2 separate regions of the Sus scrofa genome follow, and region 1 is linked to region 2. A link is a contact called in public Hi-C data. All regions are on one chromosome and are shown on one strand. Each heading gives the region's core, a stretch centred on a gene start, on an enhancer-like site or on the middle of the called end of the contact. The rest is flanking DNA. Distances are from core to core; before and after follow the strand shown.

Region 1 (2,839 bases), core at 73-2,572, 390 kb before region 2:
CTACTGAGTAATGGCTCAAATGAAAGAACACGATCAAGAGAATGCTTTATCACTGTGCATAAAACATACTGAATATTTATGATTTTAATTGCTACACACCATGTGCATACCTGTTTGGAGAATTATATAGATCTTTAAAGGTCAAGCAAGAGAATGATTTTGTGACTTTATAATTCATGATTAACAAGTCATTGAAAATTTCTATTAACTCAAAATGGAAATTCATAGAAATTCTTAAAAAAAAAAAAAAAAGAACCCTTAGTATTCCCTATATGTAACTGGCGTTTTTGTGAGTTTGTGAAACCAGATGCTTTTGGATAAAAAAAGCAATACTGACTCTTTCTTAGACTTAGTGCCTCTTTGCTAAAAGAAAAATTCTTAACTGAAAATGCAGTTCTATTCCTAAATTTATTGTTTACAGAAACACATGCTAATATAACAACGCATGAAAAATTAAAAAAAAAATGCCAGACATGCCTCGACATGCAAAATGTATTTAGCTGTTTGCTTTAACATGCTACTTTCATTCTGCAGCCTACCTTCTCCAAGACCAAGTATTTTTGCGAGTGAGGCTAAAAATAGCCAGCGAAGCCTAACAACTAGCTTCTGATTGGCTCGGTACAAAGGCCACTTAGCCAATGAGAGCTTCTGGGAACAAAAGCAATTCTTTTGTGTGTGAGATGCTCAACCCACGTCAAAACAGCTTCAGGCTGTAGAAGCGATTTCGGTTGAGATTTAACAAGGTAATAATGCATTTCAGTCCTCTGAAAGGTTTGAAGCAGAACAAAGGGGGTAGTGAAATCTACAAAACAAATGGAGTGCTCAGACTTTCAGGGGATGAATCATCGGGTGCCTGAGCTACACACATTTGCAAACCCAGAAAAGCAAGTGCGCTAGGATTTTTTTTCTTCCTTCCTGATATTTTAACTTATTTTCCGAGCGTTTTCTCTGCTCAAAAAAAGAGAAAATCAAAGGCGTTGTGTTCTGACTATGCACAAATATGCTATTACGTTGACTTGCTGATGAATAGAAAGCAACTCAATCACGATTCCCTTACATGGTACAAAGAGAAGACAAAGACTTGTGTGAGGTGGAGAGTAAGTAGTAAAGCTCCTAAAGCTTTGGACTTTGGTTTTTGGGAATCACAAATATCCCATGTTCTCAAAGTAAACGCAGTTCTGGATTAATGTTGTGATGACTCCCATGATAAAGTGGGACTTGATTTGAAGCAGAAACATGGAATTTTGGGAGGTTTTAGCACCACCAAGGCATTTCGCCTGTAGGGGTCGCTGTTGCACAGCAGACGAACCTCTTCAGAGCGTCCTTCCTTTTAATCTTAAATGAAAGGAGAAAATGGGCTTGGTAGGTGCCTTTCAGGTAGGACAAAAGGGAGTGGGGAGTCAGTGTTTGAAACTCTTAAGCTTCACTGCGGTCATTACTATGGGACAAAGCATCCTATAACAATACAGTCTACTTCACATGGGACTGAAATGCTGTACAGGACAAAATGTTGCTACAGTAACCATTGGAAATGTTATGTAACACATAGCAGCTCATAAGCCATTTCATGGTTTAAAACTGGCTTTATTAAGCAGGTGATAATTCAGGGATGGTATGACACTTCAAAGGCTCCAAGCAGGAGGTAAGACACAAGGACACACACTTTAACTTCTTGTATAGGAAATGCATACAGGTTACCAAGTCCAGAACACTGTTGACAAGAAAATACAGATTGCAAATGCATTGTTTACATGTTCTTTTCCCAGAAAACTTCAAGTTCAATGCATTTTTTTGTCTTCAATATAGCTTTTCTGATAAATGATTATTGAGTGAAATCTTAATTATCCTTTATTCTTGGCATGACGTAAAAGACCTGCATAAATCAAACATTTCAGTAAAATGAAATTATATTTTTATTGTGTGATCAGGTGTGATAATAAGAGCAGTACTTAAGAGTCACCTGTTTAAGGAAATGCATAGTCATAAAATATTGCATTTGCTAATTATTGGTCTTAACTGCATTTATGAGCCTCAATAGATATGTTGCCGTAAAACATGGAGGTGGTTTGCTGAGAGGAGTATCCTATTCTAACAAATAATACGAAAACTAGAGAGGTAATATACACTGTAAAAAACTTTTTTTTGCACTCACTTTAAAATAGTCTCCTATGGGGGAAAAAATTAACCTAGGGAATTATGTTCCTAAACAACGAAATCCCCAAAGGATGGTATATATGCAGTTTTCAACATTCTCTGTCTAGAAAGAATGTGGATTCTGTCCTATTGCAGTACTTTTGTGAGTTTTATAGTTTTGGCTTTATCATGTTGGCCAAGGGCCAGTTAAAGGAATTCATCACCAAATGCTTACACAACCCCTAAGGGTGTGCCTAATGCTTAGTTTAGGATGGGTGGTTGCAGTAGAAGAGGCTGTGAGTACTAGCTGTACCTTATCTCCCTGTGCCTGCCAGCTGCTGAGGTGCTCAAGCCCCAGCCCTGACAGCTGTCCCTCTGCCATCGTCAGGGTGCTCTGTAAGAGGAGAAGAGGGGAGAAGAAAGAAAGTACAAGTCCTCTCCTCTCTGCCAGTGTGACGCTGAAGCTGGAGTCAAAAGCACAGAGTAAGCTTCCTTCCTCCCCTTCTTAAGAGCTAAAAATATCCTTTATAGGAAGTCAAAGCTACTTTCTTTCCTCAACTGGTCATCAGTAATATAAAGCCTTTTATGAACATCTGCATAAAATATATGTTTTTAAAATATTATTTCCCCCCTGTTTCCCTTCTGTTTTGTACCCATGCTTTCCATTCTAGGAGGTAACAGACTCTGTGGCTCAGGTTCATCCCTT
Region 2 (2,918 bases), core at 141-2,640:
GTCATATGCTACATGGTGACCTCTGTAAAGTGAAAGAAGCCACTCACATAAGGACAAATACTACACGACTCCCTTTGTTTGGTATATCTGAAGTCATCAAACTCGCAGAAACAGAGCAGACTGATAGTTGGCGCGGGCTGGGGAGTGGAAAATGGGAAGGCGATGTTCAAATGGGTGTAGAGTTTCAGTCGTGCAAGAGAAAAAAGTTCTAGAGCTCTGCCACAAGCAGGGTTACCAATATGCACTTAAAAAAAAAAGTATTAAGAAGGTAAATTTCATGTTATGTGGTTTTTATCTCAATATAAAATAATAATTAATAATAATCTGTCCTGAATGCTTGTAAATCTTAACCTTTAGGACTTTCTTTAATATTTTTGGCACCCTGCTGCTTTAGTACCCTAGAGTTACAGAAAGTCAAAATGTATTCGCCTCAGACCAGCACTCACCTCTGGAACAGTGGTTTTTGATCTGAGCAGCAGTTCAGTCGCAGCAGTTCAACCAGGCGGGGCACCAGAGTAACGTCAAATACAGGCGAAGAATTAAGAGTTCAAGCTAAGGAGGCGAATCCCAGTCACACCTCTTACTGGCTTTGGCTCTTGAGAGAATTACCTGGGCTTTTTGCTTCACCTCCTCAGATGTAAAACAAGAATAACAATGCTTCCTTCACAGCACTGTTATCATAACTAAGTGAGATAATGCATGTAAAGCACCCCACTCTGTCAATATATCTATTACTTTTAATGTGTACTTAAAGTAGGTGAAGAACTCAGGCTGCCGATGAGTGTGTGTGTATGTGCATGTGTGCATGTGATTGGCTTGTTTTGTGCAGGTTAATCCTACGAAAGCATGACCTTCAACATTTCCGTATGGTTCAAATTATTTTGTCAAGTTCCAATTTTTGTCACAGTGGGTTGCTTTAGTTTTTTCATCTGCAAACTGTGCACTCCTGTGTGACATACTGTACGTGCTTTTTCCCTCTTCACATCTCCTCTCCTCATCTCCACCCCAATCTAGGAGGTTGTCTCTTACAGGCTCAGTAACATTTTTAAAATAAATCAATATTTTAAAAATTAATTTTTGGAAAAAAAGTACTGCAACTATTTCATCAGAAGAGAACAGAACTTTCTCATTTCTTTCCAAGTATTTCAAATTCAGAGTATTTTAACCGGAATATTTATGTAAACGTTTGCTTTCTGAGGGAGCTGCTGATGAGAGACTTTATTTAATAGAACCATACAGTGAAGGAATATAAGGGGGGCTGGACAGTTCATTTGTTTTGATTTCTAGGTTTATAATATAGGAAACCGAAACTGCATTGACCTAAGGGCTTGACTACCCAGGGCTCAGGCTGTGGTCTTCAGGCTCCTGTGACTTGGCTGCACTGAATCAAGATGCCAGTCTTCACAACAGCTGAGACCATAGTTGACAGAACAGCTTTCAGTGGACTTTGGAGGATTTCTGTTTATGGGGAAGAAATGTACTAGCATTTATTCCATTGTAACCTCTGAAAGTCTTTCTCCTCCTCTCCTCACAAAATTAAACACACACACACACACACACACACACACACACACACTTTTTTTACATATTCAGCCAAGAAACACATTCAAAGTCCTTCTGACCACCAGGGGGCCACCATGGGAACGGACAGTCCTACAGGGACTCCTGTCAGTGTTCTGTCGGTGCAAAACAATTGTGTGGATTACTAGAACTTGAAAGATACTGCTTTCCAGAAACTGGAATCTTTGTTCGGATGATACAGTTTTAGCTGTGCAACGTCACTCTGTCGGTGAAACACAGTGTCGCCCAAGAGACCACACTGACATTGCTGACTCAGACGACACCATGCAAGCAGAGTTGGAGTTGAATGTTCTCTTTTATTAATTGAAGTATAGTTGATTTACAATGTTGTGCTAATTTCTGCTGTATAGCAAAGTGATTTGGTATGTATGTGTAGATACATTCTTTTTTAATATTTTTATCAGGGTTTCTCACAGGATGTGGCATATGGTTTCCTGTGCCACACAGCAGGGCCTTGTTGTTTATTCATTCTATATGCAGTAGTTTACATCAGCTAACCTCAGCCTCCTGTTCTGTCCCTCCCCCAACCACCTCCCCCGTGGCAACTTCAAGTATGTTCTCTATATCTGTGAATGTTCTTAAACCAGACTTTAAACACATATCCTTTGCCTGACATTCACAGTCTCTTGTAATTTTAACTGACACAAGCTGAAAAAAAAAAATGACTTTCTAATAGAAAAGGTAGGTGTTCCCATAATTGTAGTGCTTAATCACTCCTATGACAGTTTGCTACCATTGGAAACTCAGATTTCTAATCCATCATGTGTAATGATAAGCACTGCATGTTTAGCAAAATTACATTAGCATTTCATTAAATATACACAGTAAAATGGGTGGCATTTCAAAAGCCCTAAAGACTTGTCATTTGCTGGAATCATTTAGGTTGGTAACTGTAATCACACTGCTCATTTGAAGCCAAGTCTCAATTATCCATGTATGGATTATCCACAAGAGACATTACATGATACCTCACATCAACAGTCACTGCTTCTTGTCTACAGATATGAGTCCAGGGGGCAAGAGGAGGGGATGCTTTAGAAAGCATTTGTTCCAGTGCCTGATTTCACAGATGGAAGGAACTGAGACCGAAAGAGGTTAAATGACTTGTCCAAGGTCAGTCAGCTGATAAATAGTAAAAACATAGAACTAGAATTCAGGTTTGTTTGATGCTAAGGCCAGAGTCTTGCACCAGCACCTTCTAAATAATTTACACATTGTTTTATTTTTTGGTTCTTCAGGATTTAACTTGTTTTTAGTTATGTAACAGTAACCTGTTTATATCACACATGTTAACAGAAATATTACCACTACGACAACTATGCAAAGAAAAATTGTAC

The links. Hi-C and Micro-C count contacts between places; a contact is called where the count stands out from the background.
Region 1: a Hi-C map of retroperitoneal adipose tissue shows a contact between it and region 2, with 2.2 times the contacts expected there. The contact joins two enhancer-like sites. A contact is called at or near these places in 7 of 47 Hi-C or Micro-C datasets (brain, embryonic fibroblasts, fetal heart ventricle and 4 more) and 1 of 2 datasets of contacts at active chromatin or transcription factors (skeletal muscle).

The regions. Positions count from the first base shown.
Region 1 is chr5:91,509,229-91,512,067 of Sscrofa11.1, reverse strand. The region is part of intron 4 of LOC102159901 (a long non-coding RNA gene); the gene reads right to left. Among named protein-coding and RNA genes, the nearest start is that of DCN, 170 kb to the left of the region's middle. Within about 2 kb of position 1,322, at least 64 of the 83 cell types and tissues checked have an H3K27ac peak or open chromatin away from gene starts, as enhancers often do. A contact at or near this core is called in retroperitoneal adipose tissue and subcutaneous adipose tissue, where this site is marked.
Region 2 is chr5:91,115,098-91,118,015 of Sscrofa11.1, reverse strand. No RefSeq gene overlaps it. Among named protein-coding and RNA genes, the nearest start is that of BTG1, 300 kb to the right of the region's middle. Within about 2 kb of position 1,390, at least 24 of the 83 cell types and tissues checked have an H3K27ac peak or open chromatin away from gene starts, as enhancers often do. A contact at or near this core is called in retroperitoneal adipose tissue and subcutaneous adipose tissue, where this site is marked.